Regions from separate parts of the Mus musculus genome. Here region 1 is linked to region 2. A link is a contact called in public HiChIP or PLAC-seq data. All regions are on one chromosome and are shown on one strand. Each heading gives the region's core, a stretch centred on a gene start, on an enhancer-like site or on the middle of the called end of the contact. The rest is flanking DNA. Distances are from core to core; before and after follow the strand shown. Region 1 overlaps Scaper (S phase cyclin A-associated protein in the ER). Region 2 holds the start of Etfa (electron transferring flavoprotein, alpha polypeptide).

Region 1 (6,420 bases), core at 3,401-5,900, 390 kb after region 2:
ACATATAACTCAGTCTCTATCCCATACATATTGTTTTTAGTAATTCACATTTTTATTTCTAATTTCTACCACAATATCTTCTTTAACAAATAAATTATTCTGAAATGTTCTCCTGAGTTACCTATTTTCTGGGTCAAGCCCCATATAACTGCTTAGTTCTTAAGAATCTTTCACTACTCTAAAGCTTTCTGAAAATTTGCTACAATTCAGCTAGACTCTTATCTTCAGTGGGAGCACTGGCTTTAATTACACATTCTATCTGTCTAGAAATTTTTATTTAAATAGACCTGCTATTAGAAATTTTAAAACACACACACAAGCAACCTAAGTCTTTACAAAGAAAGTAATATTAGTCAAATGCACATTTGTACATAAAGAAAGGTATAATATCTCAAAGAACTAAAAGCAAAAAGAAATTCTTATAGTTTTTTTTAAATAAAAAAAAATCAACATTTTATTCTATAAAGTATACTTATGTGTTCTTTTCAAAAGATTATTATTTTTTTATTTATTATGATGTATGTATGGGTGTTTTGCCTGCATACATGTTTGTGCATTACAGGTGTGAATGGTACCCACAGAGGATCGAAGAGGACATTGGAATACCTGGAACTGGAGTTAGTTATTAGCCCTCATAGAGATTTTGGGATTTGAACTCAGGTCCTCTGGAAGAGCAGCCAGTACTCTTAATCACTGAGCCATCTCTCCAGCCTCTTCCTATGTGCTATTATGTATTAAAACAAAGTGATATATGAGGACGAATTAAGGACTACTATAAACTAGAATATTATTATGTGAAAGTAAAAGTGTTCATAAGCATATGTTACAAGTTCTAACAACTAAAAACATTAAATTCACAACAACATAGAATAACCTAAAAGGCATTATGCTAAGCAAAATAAGCTAAATGAAAGGAGAAAGCAGTATATTGTGTAGAGGAAAACTAGCACAATACACAGAAACAGAATTAAGGTTACCATGGACAAGAAGCGGAGAGGACATGGGTAGACTATAGGACAAAAGATTGTGTGTGTGTGTGGTCTACTGTAAAGCATGAAGAGTATAAGCTAAAAGTACTGCATTATATACTAAAAATTAAATAGATTTTGATGTTATTACTACAAATACACACAAAATAAACAATAAGGTGGTGACTATTAGTTGGCTTATCTGTAAAAATCATTTCATAATGAGTAGCAAAGCGTAAGTATATAACAAATGTATTCATGACAAATATAAGTATAAATAAATAAATAAATAAATAATACTATTTCAGTTAGATCCAAAAACTATGGGATATTTATAGATACAAATCCAATAAAATACATAAAGACCTATAAGAAAAGTAACAGAATGCAAATTTAAAATGTTTAAAAAAGGGGATGGAGCTTTTCTATTTTTGTGAACAAGGAAGAATTAATAGTCTTAAGATGTCAGTTCTTAAAATTTGGGGCAGAGATGGAAGGAATGACCATCCAGAGACTGCCCCATCTGCAGATCAATCCCATATACAACCACCAAACCCAGATACTATTGCGGATACCAACAAGAGCTTGCTGACAGGAGCCTGATACAGCTGCCCCCTGAGAGGCTCTGCCAGTGCCTGATAAATACAGAAGTGGATGCTCACTGCCATCCATTGGACTGAGCACAGAGACCCTAATGAAAGAGCTAGAGAAAGTACCCAAGGAGCTGAAGGAGTTTGCAGCCCCATAGGAGGAACAATATGAATTAACCAGTACCCCCAGAGCTCCCTGGAACTAAACCACCAATCAAAGAAAACACATGGTGGGACTCATGGCTCTAGCTGCATATGTGGCAGAGAATGGTCTAGTTGGTCATCAGTGGGAGGAGAGGCCCTTGGTCCGGTGAAGGTTCTATGCCCCAGTAGAGGGGAAGGCCAGGGCCAGAGTGGAAGTGGGTGGGTTGGGGAGTAGGGAGAGGGGGGAGGGGAGAAAGGATAGGGGATTTTCAGAGGGGAAACTAGGAAAGCGATAACATTTGAAATATAAATAAAGAAAATATTTTTAAAAAGTCAGTTCTTAATACTGATCCTACTTCTGAAAGATGCAATCCTAAATATAATATTCCGTAGGAATTAAAATACCAAATGTTGAAATCCTAAAACCTAAACCCTTGAAAAATTATAACTCTCATTTTCAAAAGATTATGCAAATAAGGGGGTGGGGAATAAGTAGAACTCTGAGGAAGAGACAGCTCATGTGACATATTAACAACAGCAACAAAAACAAACAGTTTAAAATGCATAGTCGTCTGTGTACAGCACTCCTTGCAACTGATGATATTCTAGGAGCACTTAATTAGTTAAGCTACACTTGCCCAAAGAAAAAGGGGCTTTCTCACTGGTTCAAAAATAACACATGTGCACAGAGGCAAAAACCAATGTCCTGTTGGTACTATTCCATGACCAGTGTTGTTTCTGCATGAGAATGTACTTAAAAGTATCCAAAACAACACTGAACCATGCCATAGAAGACGAGTAAATTTAGTAGAAATTGCTTTTGTCAGTATATATCTCAGGAGAATCTCAAAAAGAATAACAGTGTGCAGAAAAAAATGCAAACATTCTGTCTGAGGAGAGTCATGTCCCTTACCCCAAATGAAGCTCTTCATAATAGAGGACTTCAAAATATGGTTAGTGATCTTGGAAAACAGCCAGTTCTTATGAACTACCTGTAGATAAATCACCAATTATCTATCTCTGTTAAACCTTTTCATATATCAAAACTTGATTTTTCTGCTTTTTTTCTTTTTTCTTTTCATTTTTTAAGAATTTTGTCTACTAGTGAAAACTCAGAATTATTAGAAATAACTTACTATGTTGTATAGATTACCAGGGCAGGAAGTATATGCTTCTGACCTGTCCTCTAACTTTTGCTGTGAGCCTAAAAGTGTTAGACTCTAAACTAGAGGGTCTCAACCTTCTTAATGCTCCGACCCTTTCATACAGATCTTCATGTTGTGGTGACCCCTAACAATAAAATTACTTCATTGCTACATAATAACTGTAATTTTGTTACTTTATGAGTTATAATGTAAATATCTGAGATGCAGGATATTTGATATAAGAGCCCCAAAGGGATAATGACTCACAAGTTGAGAACCATTGTTCTGAATCTTATCACTATATCAATAACAAGCCTCATCAAAGAAGCCTTTCTTTACAGCAAAGGAAGACAATCTCAAAAAAAACAAAAACAAAACCAAAAACCATACGTGGACCAGTGCAGAGGTCACTAGATCACTGAGAGGACAGCCTCAAGAGATACATCTATATCATAGCTACTGCATCTACGGCTGAAGGAAAATGGCAGAAAGACTGTAGGAGCCAGAATGCTAGGAATTATGCTGTCAAACAGTCTCTCCTAGAAACTGATGTATTAACTAGAACAACAGCAGTAACAATGGGCATGTTACCATAGTAGTAGTTCCAGCACCCCTAGACAAGGAGCTATAGGCAACAAAAGACTGTTGGAGAAGGAGAGTTATCCTCTCCCCCAGGGATGAGTCACTTTACTGTTTGTCTAATGCAGAGTGGTCAGCCCTAAAACCACACACACACACACACACACACACGTAACTATATACACACTCACATACACACACATGTAACTATATATACACTCACACACATACACACACACAAGTAACAATAATAAAGAAAAGGAAGCTATCAACTCAAGACAGGGCGTCACAGAAGGGGCTGGAGGGAGGAAAGTGAGGAAGAAAGTGATGTAATTGTATTTCAATTAAAAAACGTTTTAAATAGGAGAGAACCGATCCAAAAAAAAAAAAAAAAAGAAAAAGAAACTCCTGACTCAAAAAATAGTTAACTTTTTTAATTACTTAGTACTTAAAATTTTACCATCATTTCTTATGTGCTTGGTACAAAGGCAAATGAGACAGGAGGCAAGATGATGTAACCACAGAAATTGCAGCTTTAGTTTAGCAGTGTCTCCTGGTTGGGCAAGAAGACAGAAGTGAGGAAAGCAAAACAAAAACAAAACAAAACAAAAACAAAAACAACAAAAAAGCCTTACTACTGTATCTCCTACTGATCAAAATCTCCCTTTGTACTTCCAAAAACAAATACTAAATTCACTGAATAGGATGAAAACATTTTAAAGCCAACTTAGCATGGATGAATATACCATCTATGTTCTCTGACCACATTACCATTATTACACTCTAGGTTTCCTCTTTTATGTTTGTATGTATGTCCACATGCATGTGTGGGTATACAAATACATGTATACATATAAATACAAATTAAGTACCTTGCTAACCTAGAAAAACACCCCCCCCCCCAAAAAAAAAAAAAAAAAAAAAAAAAGCTAACCTAGAAGCTCACTGTTTCAGCTAGGATAACTAACCAGTAACCTTTCAGGGGATGCCTCTCTTTGCCTATCAATACCGGGGTTACAACTATGCCTAGCCATGCCCAGGTGCTTGGGATTCAAATTTAGTTCCTCCTGCTTGAAAAGAAAGCTCTCTGTGGTGATTTGAATGAGAATACTTCGGCGGCGGGGGGGGGGGGGGGGGGGGGGGCAACATATTTGAATGTTTCTTTCCCAATTGGTGGACTGTTTGGGAAGGACTAGGAGGTATGGCTTTGGAGGAAGTGTAGGTGGGAGTGGGCTTTGCAGTTTCAAAAGTCCATAATAGGCCCAGTCTGTCTGTCTCTCTCTGTCTCTACCCTCTCCCCCCACTCCCATCACTCCCTCCCTCCCTCTCTCTGTCTCCTCTTTGTGGAGATCTCATGAAAGTTCTATGTTACTGCTCTAGCACCATGCCTGCCTATCTGCTGCCATGACAATCATGGATAGACTTAATATATAAACAAGTTCCCAATTAGTGATTTATTTTATAGGTTGCCTTAGTCATGGTGTATCTTCACAGCAATAGAACAGTAACTAAGACATGCTCTTACCCACTAAGCCATCTCCCCAGCTCACTTCATCTTATGTTTTGATGCAGGATCTCTCACTGGGGCTAGAGCTCACTGACTGGCTACATGGGCTGGCCAGCAGGAACCAGGGGCCCTCTTGCCTCTGCTGCCCAGCACTGGGATTACAAATGCATGCTGCTAAGTCTCACTTTCTATATGGATGCTGGCAATGGTAACTTAGGTCCCTGGGTTTGCACACTTACTCTCTCAGCCATCTCCCCAGGCCCTAGTTTTCTTCTTTAGGTAACCCACACTTACACTACTTTGACAATATATTCTATACATCTCACAAAACTAATCTTTTGCAATAAGTTCATTATGCATCTAAATCTCAAATTTTACTTTGTATAAGAAATGAATGTAAAGCATAGGTCACTAACTATACTCCATTCCCCTGTAAAGAAGCTAATAAAGTATAACTAAATATGTAAATATCATTTCACCAGCCAAAGCTGTCATTTAAATAATAAGGCAAAGAAATATAAATTATATCCATTTTACTATCCTACAACATTCTCCCTATAAGAAATGTCAGTCACAAAGCTCTAGAGATGGCTCACCAGGTAAGAGTAATTACTGTTCTTCGGAGGACTAGAATTCAGCTACCAACACCCACATGGCTGCTCACAACCATTTGTAACTCCAGTTCCAAGAAACCCAAGGCCTCTTCTGCCTTTATCAGCACCAGACATGCATATGTTGCACAATGTACATGCAGACAGACATACAGGAACATAAAAACGTTTTTAAAAATCTTTTTAAAATCACCAGTCTCTGTTTACTGTAAAGACTTTTCAATAGGCTCGGGCAGTATTTAAAAATGCAAGATTTTTTTTCCATATCTAAGTTTAAATTAACTTTGTAGAATCCATAGCAAATATCTTAAAAGTGTGTATAGAGATACATTTCATAAAACAGACCCAGTATTAATAAATTTGTCAAGTTATTTACAAATGAAATAAAGTGCCACCCTGAATAGCCATAAAAGGTATATTCTTCTTTACAAGACTTCTGAACAGAGAAGTATTGTTTATTTCCTTTCAAAGATAGGAAGTACTTGGTGCCAAATTACTGGTAATGAAAAGTCTTCTACAATCAGGAAAGAGACAAATTAAAAGAGTTAGTTGGCTTCCTTCTTTCAATTCTACTAATATAACTCAAATTGTCTAATTAAATTCATTCTACTTAAAACTACCTACATTAGGGAACAGAAAGATTTAATTTTGCATGATTTATTTTGGAAATTTTCAACTGATTTCCCTTTTGCTTGAAAAAACAAAAAAAAGTCCATGACAAGACCATAGCAGCAATATTTCTGATACTAGTTGGCAGAGAGAAAAGTACATTTGATGGTTAGACAGCATATTTTAAGGAATGTTTAGCTCAATGTTATCAAAAATGATCAGAATGGTAGCATGCAGCTGTAACCTGAGTCATGTTTGCAAATGAGT
Region 2 (6,664 bases), core at 2,018-4,517:
TTTTTAGGCTCTTACTAACCGACAAAAAATTTTAAAAACAAATTAATAATAACTCATACAATAACTCAGCAAGAATACAGAGAAACCCTGTCTCGAAAAAACAAAAAAACAAAACAAAACAAAAAAAAAGAATACCAACTGCAAATTCTAGACTATTTTCTTTGAGTGCACTCTCTAGCTGTATAACTTGGTAGACATGCCTTCACTGATGGGTGTCCTAACAGAGTGACTATACTACCAATATTTGATACACAGAGACAGGAGGATTACTATAAGTCTTAGGCCAGCCAAGTCTAGACAAGACCTTATCTCCAAAAGACAAAATAAACAAAAGCACCTTCGTTCAGATGACTTTGAAGATTTCCTCCAGAAGGACATTGCTCAGTGACACAGATCAGCTGAAACTGGAATGGCTTGGGTAGTAAAAATGTCATTAGTAAAAACATGTCTTGGGTCTGTTTGTTTGTTTGTTTGTTTTTTAAAGAAATCATAGCTACAGAGGTTTTGGGGTTGGTTGTTTGTTTTTAATTTAAGAGTACAAGCTGGAGAGAGCGCTCAGTGGATAAAGCACTTGCCCAGCCGAGTGTGAGGAAAAAAGTTTGAATCTTCAGAACCCATGTTTTTTCTTTTTTTTTTTTTTTTTAAAGCAGATCTATTGGCTGCCTGAAATCCCTGACTTAAGGGCAACTTCAACAGCTAGAATACTCAACTCCTGCATGCTTCACACACTCATACACACACCTGCACCTACACACTGCAAACACAAATACATCACAAACATAAACATGCAAAAAAAAAAAAAAAAGAGCAGAGATTTGAGATAAACCATTTTGGCTTTATAGCATCGTCTGTTATTTCTCAATCATGTGTTAAAACTAGTATGTGAAAGTCTGTGAGAACCAGCTTTACAGAGTCTCACTCTATCTTTGGGGTTAGTTACAAATTACACAGAGGGTATTTACTTAACATTGGGGAAACCTGGCAAACAATTTATTACCTAAGTAACCTAAGTTAAGATCTTTACTAGTGGGACATACAGTGTTGTGTGCCACCTCATACAATGCACTGAGAGCCCAAATCACTTCTGAGATTCCTGACAACAATATAGGATACACAGGATGCAGTCATGAGGGAAATGTCAGGCAGACATAAATTGGGTGACAGTCTACAAAACACAAGGCCTACACAAGGCCTGTGCCCCATAAAAATGCCAATGTCAAATTGAAAGGCTGAGGAACTTTTCTAATAAAGACTAAATCAGCATGAAAACCAGAGGAACTGGGCTACCTCGGGTATGTGTTCGTGCTGTCAATCAGTGATTTGTCTGTTTTTGTTGTACTATAATGGGTGTACACTGAGAGATGAAACATGTGTCAACTGTTAACGCACTGTGAAATTCGAGGAAGGGTTCTGGGAAATGGTGAGGTTGGGGTTTTTTGGTGTTTTTTTTTTTTTTTTTTTTGGCCACTTTTCTGTAAACTTGTAATTACTTTAAATTTTAAGAAGATAGAATATGTGTGTGTGGGTCTATTTGAGTATATTCACACCATTTGTTTCGTGCTTGCAGTTCAAATCTTTTTTTGTTTGTTTGTTTGGTTGGTTTTTTTTTGTTGTTGTTGTTGTTTTTTTTCGAGACAGGGTTTCTCTGTGTATCCCTGGCTGTCCTGGAACTCACTCTGTAGACCAGGCTGGCCTCAAACTCAGAAATCCGCCTGCCTCTGCCTCCCGAGTACTGGGATTAAAGGCATGTGCCACCACGCCCGGCTGCATTCAAATCTTAAAAAAAATATTAATGACTTTAGAGACAGTACTCTACTACCCTTGACTTCTAATTTTAAAAATAGGCCAAGGTCACAATTCTTGGCAAATCACAACAAAGGTTTGGCAATGCTGCCTATGTATAAATACTGGGTACTTGGACTTTCCCCCGACTAGTTCTACAAAATCACCAAATTCTAAATTCTCCTTACCACAATTAGGCCGAGCATAAAACCTATGCACAAAATTGCTTCGCAAGTTCTGTATAGATCTTCAAGTCAGGTACTGCTGCTTGGAAACCGCCCCTCCCCCCCAAAAGCCATGGCCTTCACTTGCTTACTGATTCTTTTATTATAGAAAGGAGGTTAAAAAAATCTCGTGGGAGAAAGATGGGCTAGGATCCTGAACGATGTGTTTTAACTTTTTTTTTAACAAGGAGTGGCAACATTCAAAGTGGGGGGGGGGGAGTCTTCAAACTTCCAAGAAGCCCATAAGTTGTATCCCAGACAGAAAAAAATCTCAGTGGTGATTGGGGTAAAAGGCACTAAAATAAAAAGTACGTATAAAAGTTACAAAACGTCTGCATAACTTGCAGGCCAAGGCTGCTGATATTGCTTCTCTAGCAATCTTAATGTAAATTAGAAAAATCTACAAGCTCCTTAAATTATTGCCTTGGAACTGGTCAGCCTTCAACTGCTATTCCCTTACAGCACCCCGACAAGAAAGAAAAAAAAAGTTTTGTTTTGTTTTTTCAAGTCCTCGAAAAACAGACAAATGGTAAACTTTGTCACCACGGAAAAAGTCCCCACTACCAAGTTTCCAAGGCTACTGAGGCAACATCAGTCTGCGACTTCTCAGGACTGGATCCCAGGCGGGTACGTCCCAGCCCCTCCTCCACTCAGCCCGGTCTCACCAGCCCAGCCGCAGAGCACTCCGCCCCTGCCCTTGGCAGTGGGCGTCCAGGGCAGCCACAGGAGGCCTAGGTTTCGAACTCTTCCCCAAGAGGTTCCGCGGCGGCATCTGGCCCCTTTGGGGGGACGCAGCTCCCCTCCAGGCGAGAGAACCTAGTAGCCCCAGAGTGCCCCGCGAGAGTCAGGGCCGTGGGAACCCGGGTTGGGGCAGCGTGACCCGGAAGAGGTCAAGGGCGAAGGCTCCAGAACTTTGACCCGCGTCCCGGGCACTGCACCGACTGTCTACGCGGACGGTGGGAGTCGAGGGAGCCCGTGACCTTCGCCTGACAGGGTCAGCAGGCTGCGGCTCGGACGTCACCTGCTCGGCCCTCCCTGTCCGGACTCACCGCCCGCCGGAGCTGCCCAGGCGCCGCTGCTCGAAACATTGTCTCTGTTCTAGTCAGCCCCGCAGTACCCTCAGCCTCAGAGACCCGGAGCGCGCGGGAACCACCGCCGCCGCCACCGCCGCCGCCTCCTCTACCAGAGACCCGAACGCTCGCGAGATGCGAGCACGAGAGCTGACAGCTTAGTCCTGGACTGCGGGGGCTCGCGCTTCCCGGGAGCCCATTGGGCAGCCACGCAGCCAATGAGGAAAGCGGAAAGTTAGAGGCGGGACTTGGGAGTAGGGCAAAGGTAAGGGTGTGCGCCGAGACGCTGGCATGCGCGCCACGCCCTCCAGTTGCTTGGCTCTGTTCCCTGACGGTCTCGGACTTTCGTTGGTAACGTTGTCTGGACTAACTGCCCTGTTGTACGCAGCTTTCTTTCCACCCGCGAAGGGAACCCCCTCACTCCAGTCCTTTTCCACTCTCATTTACGCCCAGTGTCAGCGCTGCACGTGTAATGTGCCAACCAAATAGTCGCAGGTGAGGAGAATTGTAAACGTGCATTAATTAGGTGTCAGTCCTGGGGACCTTAGGAGACTCAAAACAAAACAAAACAAAAAGTTATTAATAAATAATATAAATAATTTATTTGCTACTTCCTGGGAAGGGTCTATTGAGTTGGCGATATTTGAGCTGGATTCTAGAAGGAAATGGAGATCGTACAAACTACACAGAAGGAGGCAGAATGGGATGGAGATGAACCACCCCAGCAGCCTAGGGCCAGGTTTGAGGTCCACCCAGATCTTCTCCATACTCTTCTCTGCCCTTAGTCAGACTCACTTCTATCCTCTGGCATCAGTGCCTGTGGCTGTTAAAATCTCTCTTGCTCTTTGGACCGACCAATCTACCTGCCTTCTGGGCTGCTCAGGATGTCCCAGAACTCAAGCCCTCTCAGGAGTGAATTGCACCTTTAAGAGCTAGCCCACAATAGTATTTCTTCACAATAATCTCTAGTCCCCTACAGTGAATATTTCTCTTCTTTACTCTCTTAGTTTTGTGAACCGAGTGAGAACCCATCTTATACAAGACCACGCTTGTGGAGGACTGGGACTGTGCCCACCTAAGCTGTTCGTGGGAGGGACAACTAGTATTCTGTTTACCATCACTTTCTTCTTCCAATAGAACTACCCCACTAGACTCAAATCTAAGTCCTATTGAAAAAAGAAAGAAGAGTAAGTAAAAATCAAAAGGAGTATTTTTATTTAAAAAATTTTTTAAATGAGATATGAACTACCTCCTTCCTGCCTCCATGATAAGGCAAAACACCAAAGAGGAGAGAATCCTCCCTCCTGCCATGAGATGTCTCGGGCACATCCTAGGCTCCAGCGAAGCAGCAGCAGCCATGCCCTGTAGAGGCACAGTGCCCACAGGGCATGATGGTTATGGGCAGAGCAGAGCCGGTACAAAGTAAAACACAGAAAATGGCCCAGATCTGTAACAAATCACCATACTCATTTGGAAGACAGAAGAGTGTCCTTGAAGAACTTCTGGAGGGAGGGTACAATTAGATATGTTTCTACATTTACATGTATGTCAAGTACCAGACAAATGTGCGTCTGAAGGACTGATGTTATGAAAGTGTTCCCTCTAGGTGTTTGGATGCTCTTCTTTCCCACTGAGTTATAGACATTTTGGAGGCAGAAGATGGTTTCTATTAGCTAGCCTATATATGGCTGCTTGCTATTTGTAGAAATAATTGTACAAAGAACAAAAGAAGGGGGAGAATTGCCTTCAGCTAGTCCTTGAAGTCTGACTCACTTAGGCACAGCTCCTCCAGGACTCCTGGTGGGACGGACAGTCTGCAGCTCTGGCTGCTCTTTGTCTCTTCTCTATGCTAGGATCCCCACTGAACTTGAGCTCAGCCGGTGCCTTGAGGACTGAGGACACGAGTCTCTGGCCACCAGGCCTTTCTCAAGCCAGGGTTGCCGAGCTGCATCCAGTGCCTCTTAGATCACTATTGGTCAAGATGGTAGCTTTCCTTCCTGCACACAAGTGCCCAGAGCTCCTAGATGATCGCTGTAGCTCAATAGGAGTAATCAGGTCCAAAAGACAGTCAGGACAAATGGCTAACGTGGTACCCGTTAGCATGCCAAAGTGTCTGCTGGCCTGCAGACTCACTCGGTAACTGTGGCCCCTCTCAGCCCTTCTCATCCGACTCTGTCCCCTAAACTTCTTCAGCTCATGGGCTTCTCTTCCTCCCACTTCTCATTCCTATATGGCACTGCCATTTAGCACCAGGTGTATCAAGTAAGATGACTGCTCAGATGTACGATTGAGAAGGTTTTTATTGTAGATTGAAGGAGAGTCCTGAGCAGGGAGAGAAAGTAGACTAAACATGACCAGTAGACTGAACCAGGCCATGGGAGTGGTGGCGGGTGAGAGGAAGAGAAGACAAAAGAAGAGAAGAGAAGAGAAGAGAAGAGAAGAGAACAGAACAGAACAGAACAGAACAGAACAGAACAGAACAGAAGAGAGAAGAGAGAGCACAAAGATGGGAGAGAGAAAGAGAGAGAGAACAAATATGAGAGAGGACCAAGAGAGAGGGAACCAAACAGAACCAAAAGAGTGCCAGGAGGGTAGCAGACTGAGCTTCTTTTGGACCTGACAGTACTCTTCTTACCCCCTCCCCCAGACAGGGTTTCTCTATGTAGTCATGATTGTCCTGGAATTGGCTCTGTAGACCAGTTCTGGTCCTGAACTCAGAGATCTAAGCTCAACAGGACTCTTGCTGAGTCATCTGGTAGAAGATTTCTTTTTCAGAGACAAAGGTATCTGGTCCTGTAGAGCCCCAGGTCACAATACCATAGAAACATATTTGATTTGTGACACTTTGAAAGATGTACATCAGTCCTTATAAAGTCCTGCCTATGAGGTCTGCTGTAAGCTGGCTGAGTGAGCTAGCCCAGGCAAAGGCTGGCTGAGTGAGCTAGCCCAGGCATTGTTGTCTTGATTACTTGGTTCCTCTTCCAAGCTGAATTCTTCCATATACTCATCTTCATGCCTCTATCCTAAGCCTTCTTGTCCCTGGCTTTCCAGACCTCTAGCCTCTGCTTCTCTATCCACATAAAATGGATGACCAACATACCTTTCTGAAGTTCTAGCTCTTAAACCGTCTGTCTTCCTTCACCATTGTCTTTCAAAACTGTCCCTAAGTAAGGCTGTAGTGCATCTGCCCTCCATTTTCAGCCTGGATTTACATATTGAAAGACTCCTCATAAGCTATATGAATGGTTTTTCCTCTTGTTAGCAGATTGTAAAGAGGTCTTCCTATAACCAAGTTATAGGAAGTATAGCAAGTTATAACCTGGGGCAGGCATAACAGTGGTAATGGGAGCTAGCCTACCAACTTTACAAGTTACTGTGCCCTCTGGTTCTACTTGCACTCATTCCTAAATATACCAGTTCCTACCCTAGAATAGATTGCTTCTACCTACCTGATACTACGATTTGATGGTCTGTATGGAGTCTATTTCATGATGGCTAACTCCAACATTTGGTCACTTGATACCCTATGATCAAGTCCAGTATCAAATCATAAGTCTTGCTGTCATTATTTGATGATGGTTTTGTTTT

What was found. HiChIP or PLAC-seq counts read pairs in DNA pulled down with a chosen protein or histone mark.
Region 1: an H3K27ac HiChIP or PLAC-seq map of embryonic stem cells shows a contact between it and region 2, with 5 times the contacts expected there. The contact joins the enhancer-like site here to the promoter of Etfa in region 2. A contact is called at or near these places in 2 of 39 promoter capture datasets (the C10 cell line and cranial neural crest), 8 of 115 datasets of contacts at active chromatin or transcription factors (the 230-238 cell line, embryonic stem cells, large pre-B cells and 2 more) and 1 of 9 other capture datasets (pancreatic islet).

Annotation. Positions count from the first base shown.
Region 1 is chr9:55,896,176-55,902,595 of GRCm38.p6, forward strand. The region is part of intron 6 of Scaper (S phase cyclin A-associated protein in the ER); the gene reads right to left. Among named protein-coding and RNA genes, the nearest start is that of Scaper, 39 kb to the right of the region's middle. Within about 2 kb of position 4,651, at least 6 of the 459 cell types and tissues checked have an H3K27ac peak or open chromatin away from gene starts, as enhancers often do. A contact at or near this core is called in embryonic stem cells, where this site is marked.
Region 2 is chr9:55,508,976-55,515,639 of GRCm38.p6, forward strand. Etfa (electron transferring flavoprotein, alpha polypeptide) reads right to left here and starts at 3,268. Exons shown (of 12, transcript NM_145615.4): 1 at 3,056-3,268. The coding sequence starts at 3,094.